Regions from separate parts of the Callithrix jacchus genome. Here region 2 is linked to region 1. Evidence: chromatin contacts called from public Hi-C data. All regions are on one chromosome and are shown on one strand. The core of a region is the stretch at or near the end of the contact, and the rest is flanking DNA. Distances in the headings are between cores, read along the strand shown.

What was found. A called contact is a pair of places that touch in the nucleus more often than the background predicts.
Region 2: a contact with region 1 is called in a Hi-C map of skeletal muscle, with 2.7 times the contacts expected there. The contact joins the promoter of ACSS2 here to the promoter of TRPC4AP in region 1. A contact is called at or near these places in 2 of 3 Hi-C or Micro-C datasets (both in skeletal muscle).

What each region holds. Positions count from the first base shown.
Region 1 is chr5:4,219,727-4,223,503 of calJac240_pri, forward strand. TRPC4AP (transient receptor potential cation channel subfamily C member 4 associated protein) reads left to right here and starts at 1,609. Exons shown (of 20, transcript XM_078371060.1): 1 at 1,609-2,401. The coding sequence starts at 1,952.
Region 2 is chr5:4,421,454-4,425,230 of calJac240_pri, forward strand. ACSS2 (acyl-CoA synthetase short chain family member 2) reads right to left here and starts at 2,143. Exons shown (of 18, transcript XM_078371061.1): 1 at 1,978-2,143.

The DNA of each region.
Region 1 (3,777 bases), core at 359-2,858:
AGAGGTGGGGTTTCACTATGTTGGCCAGGCTGGTCTTCAACTCCTGACCTCAAGTGATCTGCCTGCCTTGGCTTCCCAAAGTGCTGGGATACAGGTGTGAGCCACTGCCCCCAGCTGAGTTTATTTTTGTATAAGGTGAGAGATGAGGATCCAGTTTTATCTTGTGGCTTGCCAGTTATCACCATTTGTTGAAAAGGATGTCATTTCCCCACTTTATGTTTTTGTTTGCTTTGTGGAAGATCAGTTGGCTAAAAGTATTTGGCTTTATTTCTGTGTTCTCTATTTTGTTCCATTAATCTATGTGCCTATTTTTATACCAGTACCATGTTGTTTGGGTGACTATGGCCTTATAGTATAGTTTGAAGTCAGGTAATGTGATGCCTCCAGATTTATTCTTATTTATTTATTTATTTATTTATTGAGACAGAGTTTTGCTCTTGCTGCCCAGGGTGGAGTGCAATGGCGCGATCTCGGCTCATGGCAACCCTCCTGGGTTCAAGCGATTCTCCTGCCTCAGCCTCCCAAGTAGCTGTGATTACAGGCATGTGCCACCACATCCGGCTAATTTTTGTATTTTTAGTAGAGACGAGGTTTCTCCATATTGGTCAGGCTGGTCTCAAACTCCCAACCTCAGATGATCCACCTGCCTCAGCCTCCCAGTGCTGGGATTACAGGCACAAGCCACTGCGCTTGGCCTCAGATTTATTCTTTTTGCTTATTCTTGCTTTGGCTATGCAGGCTGTTTTTTGGTTCCATATGAATTTTAGAATTTTTTCTTTCTAGTTCTATAAAGAAGGATGGTGAGACCACTCCTTTTAGATGGGGCGTGAGGATGGTAACCAGAGTGCCAGTTCACCTGGGAGAGTCCCTTTTATGCCTACTGTCCAGATGTAATTATTTATTGTGTCTTTTCATTCTTTAAAGTGTTTGGTCTGAGCAATTATTTACAGCCATCTTAGTTGAGTCACAATCTTCACCATTCCCTCTTACATCACACTTAGCTCCCCCCCCCCACTTTTTTTTTTTTTTTATTTGAGACGGAGTCTCGCTCTGTCTGGAGTGCAGTGGTTGGCTCACTGCAACCTCTGCCTCCCGGATTCTTGCAATTCTCCTGCCTCAACCTCCGGAGCAACCGGGACTACAGGTGCACGCCGCCACGCCAGGCTAATTTTTTGTATTTTAGTAGAGACGGGATTTCCCCTTGTTGCCCAGGCTGGTCTCGAACTCCTGAGCTCAGGCAATCCACCCACCTCGGCCTCCCAAAGTGCTGGGATTACAGGCGTGAGCCACCGCGCCTGGCCCTCTTTCATTTTTATGGCAAGCCCCTTGCTAGAAAGGGAAAAATTGTGTGTGCATTGGGTGCAAGGAGTCAGAGCCATCTTGCCACAGAAGTTAGCTTAAAGAATGAATATGTGGGCTCATGGTAGAGACAACAGGCTATCTGGTGGATAGAAAGTAGGACAGGGTTTCCCTTTGACAGAGAATGTGATGTCACAACTTACTAAACCCTTTGCCTTCCATCATTTAATTTCACAACAACCTATCCAGTTACACAACTTATCCAGTTTGAGTCTGTGCATTTCTTTCTGCTGTTTTCCCCTGTGACCTGCATTTCGTGATAAAGAGTTCTAGGCCGTTCTGCTCACCGCTGTATCCCAGACACCCCACCTTTCCCCAGACATGGTTCAGTGTCGGGTGCAAAGAAAGCCCCAGGAACTACTGATTGACTGATCAGGATCCCAGGACCTATAGCTGGAGTGACCTGATGAGGACACTGAGGGGCAGGAGCAGAGTGCGATGACTTGGTCGAGGTCCGCGGCGAGTCACAGGCAGAGAGAAGCAGGCCAGAATCAGATTCGAGGGCCTGACTCCTGACCTGAAGCCCAGGATCATTTCTTAGCCAGCTGCCTGCATCCTCCCCAAACAGAAGGGGAGAAATGGGAGAGTGCGCATGCAGGGACTGATCTCAGACCTCGGGAGATTCAGCCTGAATGCTGGGCCCGGGGGCCAGAGAAACCGGAGGTACCGGAAAGACCTTATCTTTTTTCCCACCGGCCCCGCTGCCGCGCAGGACTACATTTCCCAGCAGCCCCCACGACGCGCACTGTTCGTGCCACGCGGCTTGCGCCTCCGCCGACGGCCCGCTGGGGGCGCTGCGGCGACCCCTCCGCCGCCCCGTAGAAATCTCCTGGGCCCCGAGGCCGCTTGCTTCCTGTTTGTCGGACGAGGAGACATGGCGGCGGCGCCGGCAGTGGCAGGGTCCGGAGCCGGCCGAGGCAGACGGTCGGCAGCCACAGTAGCGGCTTGGGGCGGATGGGGCGGCCGGCCGCGGCCCGGGAACATTCTGTTGCAGCTGCGGCAGGGCCAGCTGACCGGCCGGGGTCTGGTCCGGGCAGTGCAGGTACGAGGCTGGCCCAGGAGGGGCGGGGCGGGGCGGACCAGGCGGGAGCTGGCCAGGGACCGGGAAAGAGGCCTTTCCAGGCCGCCGCTGGACAGGCCAGACCCCCCTTGGCTGGCCGCAAGGCCTCCCTGTGAGCTGCCCGGACGCTCTCAGCTGCAGCGGGGCCGTGGAAAGCAGCTGGCTTGATGTCCCTTGTCAGTAGCCGAGCGGGGCTGGGCTGCTGTGGGCACTGATGGCGTGTACGAACCCTGGGCCCGGTTTCTGGATCCTCCCTCCCTTGCGCCACGTCTGCATGTCTGGGAGACCCTGGCGAGTTTGTTTTAGTCTCTATGGGCCTCGAGTTTCTCCCGTGTATTGGGCGTGGGGGAGGGGGTCATCATTGCAGCCCCCAGACGGTTCCCAAGCGTTATCATAAATGTCATTTTCTCAGGCCTTTCCTTGACACTCTCTCTTCCTCCTTTCTAAAGTAGGTCCCCGTTGTTATTCTGTCACAGCCGCGCATTGGTTTCGTTTACGTTACTTTCTTAGTCTATAATTTCATATTTCTTTGTTGTCTGCCTTTTTCTCGCCTGTCTCCCACATTAGGCTGACTTCCAGCGGGTGCAGAGACTGGATCTGGTTTGCCAATGTAGAGCGTCATGGTTAAGAGGGACTCTGGAGTCAGGCCTGGGTTCAAAGCCCTGCTCCTCTCTCTTGGTTGGGCAGGTTACCTTTCTGTGCCTTAGTTTCCTCACTTGTAAGATGAAGATGAGAATTAGTAACCAACCTTTTAAGATTGTTGTGGAGATCAAAGGGGGCAATTGTGTAAAGCATTAGTGCATTTCTGGCTGAAAGTGGTTGGTTAATATTAAGTATCTGATTTATAACAGGTGCCCAACATATGGTGATTATTATTTTTGAGTGAGTGAAGGACACTGCTTTAGGGTAAAGCAGAATTAGTAAGACCTAGTCTCCTCCTTCTTTCACCCTCCCCCACCTCAAACCTTGCTAACACACCTGTAAAACATTAGCTTTATTTAAAAGACAGCTTTTGCATCAAGGAAGTTTGAAGGATACTCAAGAAACTATAAAGTGGTTGGTGGGAGTGAGGTGGGAATTGGGCTAAAGGGAAAGAGAATGGGAGTGAGACTTTTCACAGTATAACTTTGTATTTAAATTTAACTTGCATATCACTTTCTCAAATGATAAAAGGATAGAATAAAATAAAGGCTAGGTGGTCTGTGTGTATGGAGGATGGTGGATGAAAGGCGCAGTTCTGAGTGAGAAATGTTTTCCTGGGCATCAGACAACCTTTTTAGCAGCCTTTTTCCCCCTTTGTGTTCTTCTCTCCGTGACTTAAGATCCTGTAATCCCAGCACTTTGGGAGTCTGAGGCAG
Region 2 (3,777 bases), core at 893-3,392, 200 kb after region 1:
TGGATTTGATTCCCGGCCCATGCTTGTCCCACAACCAGACCCCGCAGTAAGTGAATAGCAGAGCCAGGCTGTAAATCTAGATTTTTCTGGATTTGATTCCTAGCCCATGCTTGTCCCACAACCAGACCCCGCAGTAAGTGAATAGCAGAGCCAGGGTGTAAATCTAGATTTTTCTGGATTTGATTCCTGGCCCATGCTTGTCCCACAACCAAACATCATGCTGCCTCCCAATGGGCGTGCAATTTAACTCCTTGGCCAGGCGCAGTGGCTCATGCGCATGTAATCCCAGCACTTTGGGAGGCTAAGGTGGGAGGAAGGACCGAGGCCAGGAGTTTGAGACCAGCCTGGGCAACATGGCAAAACCCCATCTCTCCAAAAAATATAAAAAATTAGCTGGGCATCACGACGTGGGCCTGTAGTCCCAGCTACCCAGGAGGCTGAGGCAGGAAGATCACATGAGCCCAGAAGTTGGAGGCCATAGTGAGCCTAGATCGGCCAACTGCACTCCAGCCTGGGTGACACAGTGAGACCTTGTCTCCAAAATTTAAAAAATTATATATATATATATATATATATATATATATGGACTCCTTTACCCAGACTGAGGATGACGGTAGGGGATTTTCCTCATTTTTTTTTTTTTTTTTTTTTTTGAGACGGAGTCTTGCTCTGTTACCCAGGCTGGGTACAGTAATGCTATCTCAGCTCGCTGCAACCTCCGCCTCCCAGGTTCAAGCAATTCTCCTGTCTCAGCCTCCTGAGTAGCTGGAATTACAGGCACCCCATGGTGGCACGTGCCACCATGCCCAGCTAATTTTTGTATTTTTAGTAAGATGGGGTTTCACCATGTCGGCCAGGATGGTCTCAAATTCTTGACCTCAAGTGATCCGCCCGCCTTGGCCTCCCAAAGTGTTGGAATTACAGACGTGAGCCACCACGTCTCTACTAAAAATACAAAATTAGCTTATTTTCATCATACATTTTAACAGACATGGAACCATCTATCAGAACTTTTAAATTATTATTAATACAATCCCAGCCCAAATTAGAAAAAACAAACTTCATGTTGATCAGGCTGGTCTCGAACTCCCAACCTCAAGTGATCCGCCCGCTTCGGCCTCCCAAAGTGCTGGGATTACAGGCGTGAGCCACCACGTCTCTACCGAAAATACAAAATTAGCCGGGCATGGTGGCGCATGCCTGTAATTCCAGCTACTTGGGAGGCTGAGGCAGGAGAATCGCTTGAACCTGGGAGGGGGAGGTTGTGGTGAGCTGAGATCGCGCCATTGCACTGCAGCCTGGGCGATAAGAGGGAAACTCCGTCTCAAAACAAAAACAGACAAACCTGACATGGTAATAACCCGTTCAGTCTTACACCGTGCAATTTCCGTCAGGATGTCGGATATGCTAAAAACAGCTCTGGGACCCCATTACCAATCTGAGGATCCCAAGATGGGACCCAGACCCGTTATTGCCCTCAGCAGTTCAGGGTTAGAGGTCTCAGGAGGCAGTGGCTGAGCTGCTGTGAAAAGGAGGCAAAGAGAGTTCTGCTCGCGGCCCTCTTCTCCTCAAGGCTCCCGTCGCCCCCTAGAGACCCTCTTTTCGCCTCAGGGACTCCCTTCTCTTCCCAGCAAACCTTTACTTTCCTGGCCGACCTCCCCGTCCCAACCCCAAGGAACCTCACTTCTTCCCTCGCGGAATCCCGCGTCATCTCCCCACCGACCCTCCAAGCGTCCAGGGAACTCCCCAGCTCCCAGGGAACCGTCCTCTCCTCAAGGAATCCCTTGTCCCTCCGTCTTCTCACGGACACCTCAGCTTCCCAGGAGAGCCCGCGACTCCCCCAGGGAGCCGCCGCTCCTCTCCTCGCTGACACCCCCAGGCCCGCCCGGGCCGGGCCTCACCCCGCGGCTCCTCCACGGAGCGCCTGTGCAGCTCGCGGTAGCGCTGCAGGGAGGGGACGTGCGCGGAGCGGCTGACCTCGGGCGGCGGAGACCAACTCCGCGCCTGGCCGCCGGCTCCAGCTTCCTCCTGGGCCCGGCTCCCGCTGCCGCTCCGGCCCCGTTCCTCGGGAAGCCCCATCGCGTCAAATTCCTAGAGCCGTGACCGCCTTTGCGGTCGCAGCGGGTGCCGGGACGAGGAAAACAGGCCGACCTAGAGGCGGGGCCTCCTGGGAGAGGAGGGGCCTGGCGAGTGAGGGCGTGGCTTAATTGGCTTTGGGCGTGGCACGAGGGGTGGGGCCATCCCTGGTGGGGGCGGGATCGGGGTGAGCAAGGACAGAAATACTATGAGAAAAAGTCGAAGGACAGGGGCAGAGCTGACTTGCCCGAAGGAGAGACGCCCTCGAGTGAAAGCAGAAGGGGCGGGGCCTGGCGTGACAAGGGAGAGGGTGGGGCCGTGGAATGACAGAGGAGGGGTGGGCCAGGCGTGACAGGAGAGGAGGTGGGCCCATGGAGTGATGGGGCGTAGCCTGGCTGGTTGTCACAGGAGAGGAAGCAGAGCAATGGAGTGACCAGAATGGGGTGAGATCTTGGAGTGACAGTTTAGGGGTTGGGTTAGGGCGGGGCTCGAGCGGGAAGGGGCTGGACTAAGAAAAGGAGTTGAATCAGGTCCATCGCGGAGCCGCCCCGTGATCTGATTGCACGGTCCTGACAGTCACCCCACTGAGTTGGAAAGCCAAGTGGGGTAGGGTCCCTTCCAAGTGACACCCTTCCCTCCAGGTCCCCCTCTCTGAGCCACATCCACATTCCGACCTCAGGAGAAACTTCTCCCACGACCTTGAGGGCATGCTCTGGCAACAGCACCTCCTCTCTGCTTACCCTGGAACCAGCTCAAATTTTCTCCCTCTTATGAGGACATGTCTTCAATCTCCTTGCCTTCACAAATCTCCATCCAGATCTAAAGTACAATACTTAATAAGTGAAGACTAAGAGATACCTTCAGATTTTTGATAATAAACCCACCTCCCAACTGCACAAATGGCAAACCCAGGAAAGGGAAGGAACTTATGCAAAGTCACAAAGCAAATAACGACCAAGTTAGGGGCTTGACTCCAGCTTTGGTTTTACTTCCTCAACAGGCTTGAAGCTAAGGCTTGTAAAATATCAAAGTCTGTGCGAGTACAAAAAATGATTCATATTCTCTTTTTTAGTTGTTGTTTTTGTTTTGAGACGGAGTCTCTCAGTTTGTCTCCCAGGCTGGAATGCAGTGGCATGATCTCAGCTCACTGCAACCTCTGCCTCCTGGGTTCAAGCAATTTTCCTGCCTCAGCCTCCCAAGTAGCTGGGATTACAGGTGCGCACCACCACGCCCAGCTAATTTTTGTATTTTTGGTAGAGATGGAATTTCACTATGTTGGCCAGGCTGGTCTTGAACACCTGGCCTCAGGTGATCTGCCCACCTCGGCCTCCCAAAGTGCTGGGATTACACACCGGCCCACATTCGCTTCTTTCCTTCACAATCTCTTTACTTCACAGAGGGAAACCCCCACCACCATTACCACAACCTGGGCTTAATTACCTCTAGCTTTCCTCTAGCCCCTCCACCCCAGAAAAAAGTCAGGCAGGACCCTCCTCCATCTCTAACCTGCATCTACCACCAAGAAGGGCCCACCTCACCCATCATTTCACAGACTGGCTGTCAAGACAGGAAAGATTCTTAAATATCTAACTCCGAGAGTGATTCTGAGGCCTGAAGCAGGCATCTCCCACCTCCTGAAGTCTACATGGGCCTTGTGACCCCATCTAGCCCAGACTCCCTTCCTACCTACTTCCCTGCTCT